Regions from separate parts of the Mus musculus genome. Here all the other regions are linked to region 2. The links are chromatin contacts, called in public promoter capture Hi-C maps. All regions are on one chromosome and are shown on one strand. Each heading gives the region's core, a stretch centred on a gene start, on an enhancer-like site or on the middle of the called end of the contact. The rest is flanking DNA. Distances are from core to core; before and after follow the strand shown.

Region 1 (2,973 bases), core at 275-2,774, 230 kb before region 2:
TGATGTAGCAGTTTAGACTTTAGACCCTGACATTCACCTGACTCTTAAGCTCCTGGTCATGGGACTGGAGGCACTTAATTTCTCAAGGCCTTAATCTCCTCATGTAAAATTAGGACTCTTAAAGGGTCTATGTCACTGAGCTTCGAAAAGCAGAAAGTGAGATCACTCGACTAAGTAACAGAGATGGAAGAAGGTAGATGCTGCGCTCCTTGGCCAGCCAGACTTGCTGAAGCAGCTTCTGGCTCATGAGAGATTCTGACTCAATTGAAGAAGACACGTGCTGTCAAACTCTGGCTCCCACATACTCATTCATATATGTATATAGACATTCGCATACATGTGTATAGATATAAACCACATGCAAACATTATCATGTGTATGTATATGTGTATGTAGCTCTATATATGTATGGAGAGTGTTCCAGGTGTATGGCGGCCGGCCCATGGCCCACAGTGTCATTCCTCAGGTGCTGTTTGCCTAAATTTTTTGGGACAGCGTCTCTCGTTAGCCTAAAGCTTGTCAAATAAGCTAGGCTATTTGGCTGGCAAGCCTCGTGGATCTGTTGCCTTTGCCTCCCTGGAGGCAGGATTACTAGTGTGTATTAATGCATCTGGATTTTTAAAAACATGAGCTCTGGAAACTCCAACTCGGGTCCCTTGTGCTTGGAAAGCAAGCTCCTCGCTGATGGAGCCCGCCCCCTGGTCCTTTTCGGATGGAATCAGGCACCCAGCCGTTTGCCATTGGAGTCGGCTCCCCGGCCCCACCAACTGTACTGATTAGCAGTTCTTAGTACTCTGACTCTCTGTTGGGTGGGTTACCCATCCCCAGTGCCTTCAGTGACTGTCCACCGCCACCCTAGACTGAGATTCGGGGCTGGTTTCCTGGGAACTTAGACCTGCGGGAGATGGGGGCGGGGGGCGGGGTTAGCCTCTGTCCCTCAGACTAGAGATGACAAACATCACTGCCAATGCCTTGAGAAAAGCAGCAGAGACCATCATCTTTGCTCACACAGGGGCTGTTGGTCTTTACATAAAACGATGCTGTGTTTTTGAAAGCAATGCTTTCAAAAGCTAATTGGGAGTTTTGCTGAGTGCCACCACCCACTTGGCATTTGACTAACTTGGCATTTATACCAAACAAAAGTCCCTTCCACCTTGTAGAGTTTTACACAGGAGCTTTTGTATCTAAATTTTTGGCCCTGTTAGCAAGGAGGGAAAGAACGCTTTCTTCCAGGGATTAAGGGACTTTACACTTTAGAGGTGAGCTTTCCTTTCCTTTAGAACAACCCAAAAGGTGCATTTGCAGAAAATCAAAGAAAAGTAGACTCCTGTCTAGGCAAGTGCTCGGGTCTGGGCTCGGGAAACGGTAATTAGGGTCAGGTTTCTGGGTGGGTTTCTAAATGTGTGTTAAGCTGCCATTCTGCCAGCCCTCTGTGCTTATAAATGGAGGGGTGTGCACATGTTCTAGGGAGGCAGTCTCTAAGTGCCTCGCCTTGGTCAGAGTGTTCAGAAAGTCTACCCACTCGTTTTTTGGGTTTTGGTTGGTTGGTTTTGTTTTCTTTGTTTCCTGTGTGGTTTGTCTCCTCAGCCGTTGTCCGTGGGACTCCGAGAATCATGGAGCTATGCAGTTGCAGACTCGAAGCTCAGCTGCATCTCCTGTGCTGTGGAAGGGGACTGTACCTCAAGGGGCAGAGCCCTGTGCTCTCAAAGCCAGAAAAGGGAGAGGGAGAGGGGGTGGGGGAGGGGGAGGGGAGGAGAAGGGGGGAAAGAGAGAGGGAGAGGGAGGGTGGGAGGGGGAGGGGGAGAGAAGAGAGAGAACAATTGTAATCCAGCATAGCAAGAGAAGACACAGAAAAGGAAGAGAGAGGGGGAGGGGGAGAGAGAGAGAATGAGAGCAAGAGAGAGCAATTATAATCTAGCATTGCAAGAGAATACACAGAAAAAGGAGAGACAGAGAGCGCTCAATTGTTGTAATCCAGCATTTTTATTTTCCAGCCGTCAGGTAATCAAGTACCTGGCCCCCATGCGCCTGACTCTGGTTTCTTCAACGGTGGCGTGGCTATTTATTATCCACCCCCTCCTTTTGTTGATCAACTCCATATCTTCAATTATTTACTTAGACCTTTAAAACAAATTGGTGTGGTTTGGTTTGGTTTGGTTTGGTTTGTTTGATTGCTTTATTTATGTATATAAGTTCTCTGTCTTTCTGTATGTCTACATTACAGATAGTTGTGAGCCACCAAGTGGTTGCTGGAAATTGAACTCAGGACCTCTGGAAGAGCAACTAGTGCTCTTAACCACTGAACCATCTCTCCAGTGTTTGGCTTGAGGTTACTGCATGCATGCCGTGCCTGCAGAGGCCAGAAGAGGGCGATAAATAACCTGGGACTGGAGTTAGAGAGGTTTGTCAGCAGCAACCTGGGTACTGGGAATCAAACCAGGGTCCTCTGGAGGAGCAGCCAGTGTTCTTAATCACTGAGCCATCCCTACAGCCCACTCCAAATCCTTTTTACACTTTCCTTTTTAGTATAGCTCTTACTCCAAACCCTAACTGCATATTTATTTATTTATTTATTTATTTATTTATTTATTTATTTATGTTTTTCTAGACAGGGTTTCTTCTTGTAGCCCTGGCTGTCCTGGAACTCACTCTGTAGACCAGGCTGGCCTCGAACTCAGAAATCCGCCTGCCTCTGCCTCCCAAGTGCTGGGATTAAAGGCGTGCGCCACCACTGCCAGTCTCTAACTGCACAATTAATGTGTGTGCATTCACTGATGCTGTACCCACTCACCCCTGATGCACACACACAGAATCTGATTCTCAACCAAACACCCAAGGAGCCTTGCTAACATCCGCCTGCTTCACTTTAGGAAATTTCAATGCACCTCAATGAAAACACCAGGCTTTCTGATCTGATGTGCTGATCTGAAGGGACAGTTTTAGACATGTTTCTCCTCATGCTTCTCTGAGATT
Region 2 (3,170 bases), core at 251-2,750:
CGTCTAGCAAAATGGACAAAAAAAACCCAGCCCTTAGGAACATAAGGTACACAGCAGTGATTGTGTTCTTGCTTTTGATAAAGACAGTCAAGTAAAATTTGACACGACTTTGCCTCAGCCTGTTCTCATATTGCTGGGAAGTTCTATGGGATTGGGCTCTAGGCAGACAGTGTTATCACTCTGCTCAGGCAGGGGGAAGTTTCCCCAAATCGTGATGTTACAGCTCTTCTGGAAAAGGTAGCCTGGCCACCATGAGCCAAGGAATACCACAGAGTCACATCCACACCACACAAGAAACCTCCCACGAGATTTGCTGGAAGGAAAAAAAAAAAAAACAGGAAAATGGCTGCCTCTTCAAGAAACTTCAGGGAACTGGGCAGAAAAATGGACTTTATATAGGGTTTCTTGGAGTGTGGGGTTTTCCAGGGTGGCCTGCGATGGGAGGATTATGTGGCTTGATCTTGGCCAAAGCTTTGAGGGTTGGTGGGATTCTGTGATCAGACTCTGGGACAAGGTCTTGGGCTTGGGTCAAGTCAGGGTCAGGGTGTTCTTTCCTGGGCCCTGTTATCCTACACAGACTCCTTAGCACTGGTGAACTAATCTAAGAGAGTGCCCACAACAAAGTCCAGTTTTCCAGACATTAAAGACACCTAACCCAGACCCATTCGGTTGTTTATTATTTCTCAAACCAAAACTTCCTTTAAGGGGCAAGAGAGATGGCTCAGCTGTTAAAGAGCATTGGCTGCTCTTGTAGAGGGCCCAGGTTCAATTCCGAGTACCTGCATGGCTACTCAAAACGATCTGTAAGTTCACATCTAGAGGATCTGATGGCCTCCACCTAGACTAGGTACACCTAGATGCATAGATGCAGGTAAAACGCCCGTATTAATGAAATTTAAAAACAAAACAAACCGCTACAGCACTGGAGAGGGAGGCAGGAGAATCACTAGTTAAAAGACTAGTCTGGGTTCTGACAGGCCAGGTCTCAAAAGACTTGTCTTTTTCTTTCCTTCCTTCTTTCTTTCTTCCTTCCTGCCTTCCTCCCTTCCTTTCAAGAGTTTTACTCTTAGTGTGTAGGGTGTTCGGCCTGCACATATGTTTGTGCACAGAAGAGGGCACCAAATCCAATGGAACTGAAGTTACAGAAGATGACCACAGACCAGGTGGGTGTTAGGAATCAAGCCAAGTTCTCTGGAGGAACCACAAGTCCTCTTAACCATTGAGCCATCTCTCCAGCCCTCGGTCGTCCTTGATTTCCAATTACGTGTGTTTGGGTATGTGCACTTGGGTGCGCGTGCCCGCGGAGGCCAGACACCAGAGTTGCAGGTATTGGAAGAACTTGATGCTATCTATCATCCTCACAGGGCATCGGGTGGACACGCAGCTGCGGCGGCGCTCTCCCTCCACACCTACAGGGGGCAATCGACTTCCAGAACCGCCGCTGGACTCCGGGGCCCTCGGCTTCGCCCAGGGAACGTCACCACCGCCGGCCGCTTCTCCACCGCGCTAATGCGCAGGCGCCAAGAGCACCACGCACCGCCAAGCCGAGGGTGGGGTCACGAACTCTGACCCCCACCCCCAAAACACAAACTCAGAAAGCTCCCCTGTCCCCTTGGCCTCGGGTCCCCTCGCCTCTGCTCTCTCCAGCCCAGCGGCCGCCGCGGCGGGAGGGGTAAGTCGGGTGCGGGGCGGCCCAACCGCCGAGCGTCGTGGCCCGAGCGCCCGTGTCCCTGAGTGTCCCAGCTCCCGGTTACCGGAGAGCCGGACATTAGCGGATTGCCCAAAGCCTTGGGAGGCCGGGCCGGGCCGGTGACCTTTCACCTAAAGGGAACGCTTCCGTCTCGGCGCCGCTTCCCCCGCCCCGGGGCTGCGCGCGTGGTGGGTGCAGGGCAGGGAGCTGCGGGGCGCAGGACCGGAGGGACCATGTACCCCGGGGCTACGGGATGACACCTCCTCCGGCTCAGGATTCTGCTTGCATGAGAGGACCAGCATCCGCTGTGGCTGTTTCTCTGAGGGAAGGTGGCCTAGGGCTATCTCATGCACTGGGCACATCAAAGCTTCCAGTAGCTCTTTTGTTAGGAGCACTGCCTGAGTTTCTGCAGACAACATCTCATGATGTGCAGATATTGCCAGGCTGTCCCCTACCCCTGAGTTAAGCAGGTCAGCCAAAGCTGGAAAGGACAAGCAAAAGAGACTTGAAGTTAAATCCGTTTAGGGCTTTTTTTTCCACCGCTTGGAAGTTGTTAGTGTGTCTTAGACTTCAAGGAAGGGGTTGTTCTTTGTTTTTAAAACAGTGTCTGCTTGTTTACCGGGTTGAGTAATTGTCTCTAAACTTTACGTGTCTACTTTGGTAAATTTGGAAAGAGATTATTGATCTGTTCTAATCAAACAGCAAACATGAAAAAGGAAATCGTTTGGGGAGGGTGTCTTGGGAGTTGTAGTTTGGTGGGACAGAAATGCAAGTACATTAGAGAAGATTCCAGGAAGGGAAGAAAAAGTGGGAGTTTATTGTGGACCATTTAACATTGAGAAAGAACAGAAAGCCTGGATGACCTGCAGGAAGGAGCCAGGCTGGTGACACATGCCTGTAATCCCAGTACTCAGGAGGCTAAAGCAAAGCAGGAAAGGTCACCTGGAGTTCTTGTGGAGACTGGCTTGGAAATCATGTATCCAAACCCCAGAAGATGTATAGAAGATAAAGGAAAGGTCTTACGTCCTTTGTATCAACATGGCCAGTAACCTTTTGGTGTGCATCTTGAACCTTTGGATACAGTGTAAGTTTTCCAATTGCAATCATTCCAAAGACCTATTAGTCTAAGGGTGGCAGTAACCACAATTCCCGTTTCCAAGTTAGACCTTCTGTACAGTTCTAGCCTGTAGGACACCCTTTATAGCCTCCTAACTCTGGTTTCAAAGGTCGTTTTAATGTTGCTTCTATTGTCATTAAAGAAGATACTTGATGCTTGTATCCATTACAAACTAAACATATGGTGACAATAAATTTAACCAATTTCATGATTTCATCATTCTGTGTAACGCTTTCAAGGTGAAAGGTTTTCAAGGGGACCATACAAGGCAGCAAAGCCTAAATATCTTCTGAGGGTGTGGTGAAGTGTGTAATTCCTATCCCGGTGATAGCAAAGACCAACCTCATACAAAAAGTAGCACTA
Region 3 (2,937 bases), core at 70-2,569, 200 kb before region 2:
GGTAATTTCTCTAGCTCCTCCATTGGGGGCCGTGTGACCCATCCAATAGCTGACTGTGATCATCCACTTCTGTGTTTGCTAGGCCCCGGCATAGTCTCACAAGAGAGAGCTATATCTGGGTCCTTTCAGCAAAATCTTGCTAGTGTATGCAATGGTGTTAGCATTTGGAAGTTGATTATGGGATGGATCCCTGGATATGGCAATCACTAGATGGTCCATCCTTTCGTCACAGCTTCAAATTTTGTCTCTGTAACTCCTTCCATGGGTGTTTTGTTCCCATTACAGGGTGTTCTTGTAGGGATAATCTCTTATGCATTTGTAAAAACACCATTTGTCAATAAAAAAATTGCTAGCCAATTAGTTTTGAGGCAGGATTAGAACGTGGGACATCTGGCGGGGGCGGGGGGGGGAGAGACTAATTCTGGGAAATAGTCATGTGGGAGGATTTGCCACTCGGGCTCGGAGGAAGTCGGTCTTATGAACTGAGGAGAGGTAACCAGCCATTTGGCAGACATAGAATAATAGGATGATTGAGTTGCGAGCTAGTCGGGGAACAAGCCTAGCTTAAGGCCTAGGTCTTTATTAATAAATAATAAGCCTGCAAGTTCTTTTTTTTTCCCATTTTTTATCAGGTATTTAGCTCATTTACACTTCCAATGCTATACCAAAAGTCCCCCATATCCACCCACCCCCACTCCCCTGCCCACCCACTCCCCCCCCCTTGGCCCTGGTGTTCCCCTGCACTGGGGCACACAAAGCCCGCAAGTCCAATGGGCCTCCCCTTCCAGTGATGGCCGACCAGGCCATCCTTTGATATATATGCAGCCAGAGTCAAGAGCTCCGGGGCACTGGCTAGTTCATAATGTTGCTCCACCCATAGGGTAAGCCTGCAAGTTCTTATTCAGGAACTGGGACATGGGTGGAAAAGACCACAGTTACGTGTTCTTTAAACACACGGACATGACCGTGCCGTTCTCCTACTTAGCCTCTACAGCAGTGGTTCTTAACCCTTTTAATGCTGCAACCCTTTAATACAGTTCCTCATGGTGTGGTGCTCCACCCCCCATAAGAATCATTTCATTACTACTTCATAACTGTAATTGTCTTACTGTTATGAATTGTAATGTTAGTATCTCATATGCAGTTCCTGAAGGGGTTGTGACACACAGACTGAGAACTGCTGCTCTAAGACCTTCCCTTTGGATCCAGTGGAAGTTCCCACTGCTTGGCTCCCACGCTAACCCCAGAACTATGCTGAGGGGTGAATCAGAGCTTGAAAGGCTTGCCCTTCATCAGACTAAGCCTGCAAACGCCAAAGGCCTGGAGTCTGGCAAAGCACCAGCTGCTCCTGGTGAGTTGTCTTTAGGGCGCTGCCCTCGGGGAGCCCTAAATAGCTTCCTGGGAGTGTGTCATCGTTTGTTTATGGGTCTGGTGGCCCTGTCTGAAACCTAGTAGGGAAAAATACCATGTCTTTGAATGAATGAGAAGCTAGAAAGCTTGACTTCCCACAAGGATTTCCTGGTCGCTCCCCCCCCCCCCCCTTCACACACCAGAACGATTTGCATCTGCCTGGGCTTCTCCTTCCCTTTGCCTACTCATACAGAGCAAAACTCAAGACTGCACAGCCCACCTTAGGAGTCGGCACGGACATTACTGGAGTGACGCAGGTCAGGTCTCACTTTTAAGAAGTGCATGCACATAAGCTAGCGAGGAAATAGCCATTTCCAACCAAGTAGAACCACTCCGTAAGTAAAATAGCCTCATCCAAGTTTCTAGAGAGGGCAAAGCTAACATACAGTGACAGATAGGCCAAACTGTGGGACTAATAGATGCCCACGATGGGTCAGGAGCTGAAGCAAGCGCGGTTTCCTTGCTGGACATTTCTAGTCATTTTATGAGTTCCGTATCCCTTAAAAGAAACAAACAAACAAAATAGGATATTTGTTTCATTTCTTACATTACACAAGTAAAGTAATATATAGTATTCCCTTAGGTAAAACTATGAAAATGTGTATTAATCAGTCAATCCCCTTTTTGTAAGTAAGAGAAGCAGAGTAATTTGCCTGAGGCCACACAGGCAAGTAGTGGAACCCAGGTTTGAACTCCGGCTGCTTTCAAAGTTCACAGTTTACTTCACTAGGCTATTTTACTTGAGGAGTGATTCACTAATGATCACCCAGCTCCTGTCAGCCTATTAGACCCTGGGAATCTTGGCAGAGGAGATGGTTGAGAGGAAACACACATCCTGGTTAAGTTGTACTCACCTGACATCTAGATCCAAGGCTTCTCAGCTGAATGAAGTTAGTTTAGTTCCTGACAGGGGGAAAGTGGACAACTCACCCACTCCTGACCCTCTGAAACAACCAGGTTCCTATTTAAACCCTGGCTGTCAAGCCGAGAGAAGGTTTACACTTCAGCCTGCTGAACTGTCTCTCTGTCCACTGGGTGACAGTGTTGATCCATTGGAAATAAACGTGTCTTGTCCTTGAGCCAGAAAACTCCAGGCCCCTAAAAAGGGAAGACTGCAGGCAGATGGTGTTTGGAGGGTCAGCTGGATAGGCACAGCTTCATGTCGGCTCTTAGAATGAGGCCGAATGGATTTATGTTGTAACTTTCAGTGGAAAATGTGTGTGTGTGTGTGTGTGTGTGGGAGGAATCATCTGTTATCCCATTAAGATTCAATTTCTTTGAAGATAGATAAGATCGTCACAGTAAATGAACCTACACTTTTCTAATAGTTTAATGAAGGCAGGAAGTTTGCAGAGCTCACTGTGGACACTGAGCTGACAGTCCACGTCAGCTGCCCGTCTTGGTGAGGGAGGATTTATTCTCCAGGCACGTATGCATCTGCTACAATACCATTTGTCACCCCAGGGCTCCCAGGAGGAACATGACTGTCACTAGGGAATGTTATTGCCAAACCTCCAGGTCACAGGT
Region 4 (2,901 bases), core at 42-2,541, 140 kb before region 2:
ATTATAATATTATGTGTAATGTTGTAGATAACACTTTCTTTAGCACTAATATGCACATTACCCACCATGCTTGACACTACAAGCAAAACTCAAGTTCCTTTAAAAACGCAAGTTCACTCAACATATTAGGCAATGCCAGATACGAGAGTGAGACTTTTTTTTTTTTAAAAACCAAACAATCCATGAGATTACAGTGGTTAAAAATACAAGCATCTTATGATGGGAGTGACAGAACACCCCCATATTCTCAGAATTGAGGAGGTTGAAGGCCAGTCTGGGTCACTTGTTAAGATCCTGTCTGACAACAAATAAAAAAATTAAAATAAGGTAACTCTGGAAGCAAAGTTTAGGTTCAAATTCCAACTCTTGACTGTCACTAGATAAATAATCTGTGACAATTTATAAGCCATGGTTACTTCAGTTGTCTCACCTAAAAACAGGATACTTATATTCAATGCAGAGAGATCCCTACATACATTTAATTCCATGTTTGAGAAGTAGAGGGACAGAGGGGCAGAAGCAAAAGCAGAGGCATAATCTCTTGAGTTTTAAATCAGCATGGTCTATATAGTGAGACTATGTCTCAAAAACAAACAAAAAACCCAGGAAGCATTTAGAAGAATCCAGGCATATATCTTTCTGTAAGTTATGGGGGGGTTGGTGGGGGGGAGACGGGCATAGGTTAAGGGACAGATCCCGTCCCTGGCCCCAAGTGTTGTGTACCTGTTTCCTCCAAGACTGAGACATTCTGCCCTACAGGGAAGCTCTTTACTCAGGGAGATAAACAACTCAAAACATCTTCAGGAAGACCCTGAAACTGATCAAACTCACTAGACCCCTCCCTGCCAGAGAATGAAATTAAAGCTGAGACTCTCAGACAAAGCTGAGCTACAAAGAAGACTCTCAGACAAGCTAAGCTACAAAGAACATCTTGAGATCAGACTTGTCGGAGAAGCAGAAGCTGTGGTGTTTGGAAGAGGTTTAAAGCACCTGAGGCACCTGGAAAGGACACTCTCCCAACTTGTTGAGCCGCCTGCAAGCTGTGCAGCCTGCTCCAGGCTCCCAGCTTTGTGAGCTGTCACCAGTCCTGGGGGTGGGTTTTGGTGATGCAGCTGTCTTTGAGTCATTCCTGCTCCTGTAAGTGACCCCTCACCTGTATTCCTGTAGCTCCAATAAAACTCACTGCTTCACCAAGTTGGATTTTAGTGGTATCTGTATTTTGGTCTGTCCTGGGCCCCATGTCTGGGGTGAGTAGACAAGTGTTTGACTTCTCCCCAGAAAAAGTTTGTTATGCAATACCAAGTCATCCCAATTCCATTAAACAGAAACACACTGTTACTATCAGATGAAATCTATGGAGGAAGTTACCTTAGATGAGTAGCAAATACACACACACACACACACACACACACACACATATATAAAACAAATAAACTTTGAGGTGGGTAGAGAAAAGGCCCAGCAGTTAAGAGCACTTGTGTTCTTGCAGAGGACCAAGGTTTGGCTCCAGCACCCACTGTGGCAGTTCATAACTGTCCATAACTAACTCCAGTTCTTGGGGATCTGACACCCTCTTTTCTCCTCCACAGGCACCAAGCATGCACTTGGTAAACAGACAGTCATGTAAAACATCCATACACAAAAAATAAACACATTTTTTAAAAGCCTTGATTCCATTCCATGAGATACGCAAATCTTTTTTTTTTTTTGTTTTGTTTTGTTTTTTGGGTTTTTTTGTTTGTTTGTTTGTTTGAGACAGAGTTTCTCTGTTTAGCCCTGGCTGTCCTGGAACTCACTCTGTAGACCAGGCTGGCTTCGAACTCAGAAATCCACCTGCCTCTGCCTCCCAAGTGCTGGGATTAAAGGCGTGGGCCACCACTGCCCAGCTGAGATACCCATCTTAAAAAGGCGCATGCCTTTAATCCTAGCACTTGGGAGGCAGAGGCAGGTGGATTTCTGAGATTGAGGCCAGCCTGGTCTACAGAGTGAGTTCCAGGACAGCCAGAGCTACACAGAGAAACCCTGTCTGGAAAAAAAAAAAACAAAAACAACAACAAAAAAAAACCTGTCAATCAGTGTTAGAGACACAGCTCCAAAACCAGCAACAGAGCTGCCAGCTAAAGTAGGGAAGAGAGACACAAACTCTCCAAATGCACTCTAGTTTACTCAGCAACAGCAAAGGATGGAAATCTTGGGTGCTCATGTGCCATGGTGGACATTCTCAGAGGGTCAGGGCAAGGAAAGAGCTTTTTGTTTTTGTTTTTTTAAAGATTTATTTATTTATTTTATGTATATGAGTACACCACTGCTCTCTTCAGACACACCAGAAGAGGGCATCAGATCCCATCACAGATGGTTGTGAGCCACCATGTGGTTGCTGGGAATTGAACTCAGGACCTCCGGAAGAGCAGTCATTGCTCTTAACTGCTGAGCCATCCCTCCAGCTCAAGGAAATGTTTTTAAGGGCCAAATGAACCACTGGCTCAGGGGCAGGTGGAAGGAGCTAATTTTTTTCATTGGAGCTCTGGCTGTTGCTACTGGAGGGTCTGTATAGAACTGACAGAGCCAGAAAACGTCCTTTTAGGGCATAGCCCTCTTTGGCAGTAACTGTTACTGTCAGGCATGCGCCTGGCAGACAAAGGAGCTCCAGGAAAGGTTTGACTTGGGTTTGCATGAGTCACTCATTTGCTACAGACAACTTTGACACAACAAACTTTGTGACAAAACCTTAAGTATCTGACTTGTCCTATCTCACTGACTGCTCTATGGGGCATTCTCAATGTATCATTATTAATGTTATTCCCTTATCTAGATGATACAACATATCTACTCAGCCAGAAGGATGGGACTGAATAAAGAATTTGACCACAAAGCCAACACTCTGAAATATTACAGTAAATG

Evidence for each region. Promoter capture Hi-C pulls out the DNA fragments that hold promoters and counts their contacts.
Region 1: a contact with region 2 is called in a promoter capture Hi-C map of the HPC-7 cell line. The contact joins the enhancer-like site here to the promoter of Nr2c1 in region 2. A contact is called at or near these places in 2 of 39 promoter capture datasets (the HPC-7 cell line and liver), 2 of 484 Hi-C or Micro-C datasets (the HPC-7 cell line and bone marrow-derived macrophages), 1 of 115 datasets of contacts at active chromatin or transcription factors (effector CD8 T cells) and 4 of 9 other capture datasets (adipose tissue, embryonic stem cells, liver and 1 more).
Region 3: a contact with region 2 is called in a promoter capture Hi-C map of liver. The contact joins the enhancer-like site here to the promoter of Nr2c1 in region 2. A contact is called at or near these places in 7 of 39 promoter capture datasets (the 3T3-L1 cell line, the HPC-7 cell line, liver and 2 more), 2 of 484 Hi-C or Micro-C datasets (both in bone marrow-derived macrophages), 3 of 115 datasets of contacts at active chromatin or transcription factors (bone marrow-derived macrophages, memory CD8 T cells and pancreatic cancer cells) and 4 of 9 other capture datasets (adipose tissue, liver, macrophages and 1 more).
Region 4: a contact with region 2 is called in a promoter capture Hi-C map of liver. The contact joins the enhancer-like site here to the promoter of Nr2c1 in region 2. A contact is called at or near these places in 7 of 39 promoter capture datasets (the 3T3-L1 cell line, 3T3-L1-derived adipocytes, the C10 cell line and 4 more), 1 of 484 Hi-C or Micro-C datasets (bone marrow-derived macrophages), 5 of 115 datasets of contacts at active chromatin or transcription factors (bone marrow-derived macrophages, embryonic stem cells, fetal liver and 1 more) and 5 of 9 other capture datasets (adipose tissue, embryonic stem cells, liver and 2 more).

Annotation. Positions count from the first base shown.
Region 1 is chr10:93,914,612-93,917,584 of GRCm38.p6, forward strand. No RefSeq gene overlaps it. Among named protein-coding and RNA genes, the nearest start is that of Metap2, 25 kb to the left of the region's middle. Within about 2 kb of position 1,525, at least 33 of the 459 cell types and tissues checked have an H3K27ac peak or open chromatin away from gene starts, as enhancers often do. A contact at or near this core is called in the HPC-7 cell line, where this site is marked.
Region 2 is chr10:94,146,431-94,149,600 of GRCm38.p6, forward strand. It overlaps Nr2c1 (nuclear receptor subfamily 2, group C, member 1), which reads left to right and starts at 1,501. Exons shown (of 14, transcript NM_011629.3): 1 at 1,501-1,672.
Region 3 is chr10:93,943,117-93,946,053 of GRCm38.p6, forward strand. No RefSeq gene overlaps it. Among named protein-coding and RNA genes, the nearest start is that of Mir331, 19 kb to the right of the region's middle. Within about 2 kb of position 1,320, at least 79 of the 459 cell types and tissues checked have an H3K27ac peak or open chromatin away from gene starts, as enhancers often do. A contact at or near this core is called in bone marrow-derived macrophages, liver, macrophages and 1 more, where this site is marked.
Region 4 is chr10:94,007,515-94,010,415 of GRCm38.p6, forward strand. All of the region lies in intron 1 of Vezt (vezatin, adherens junctions transmembrane protein), which reads right to left. Among named protein-coding and RNA genes, the nearest start is that of Vezt, 27 kb to the right of the region's middle. Within about 2 kb of position 1,292, at least 7 of the 459 cell types and tissues checked have an H3K27ac peak or open chromatin away from gene starts, as enhancers often do. A contact at or near this core is called in liver, where this site is marked.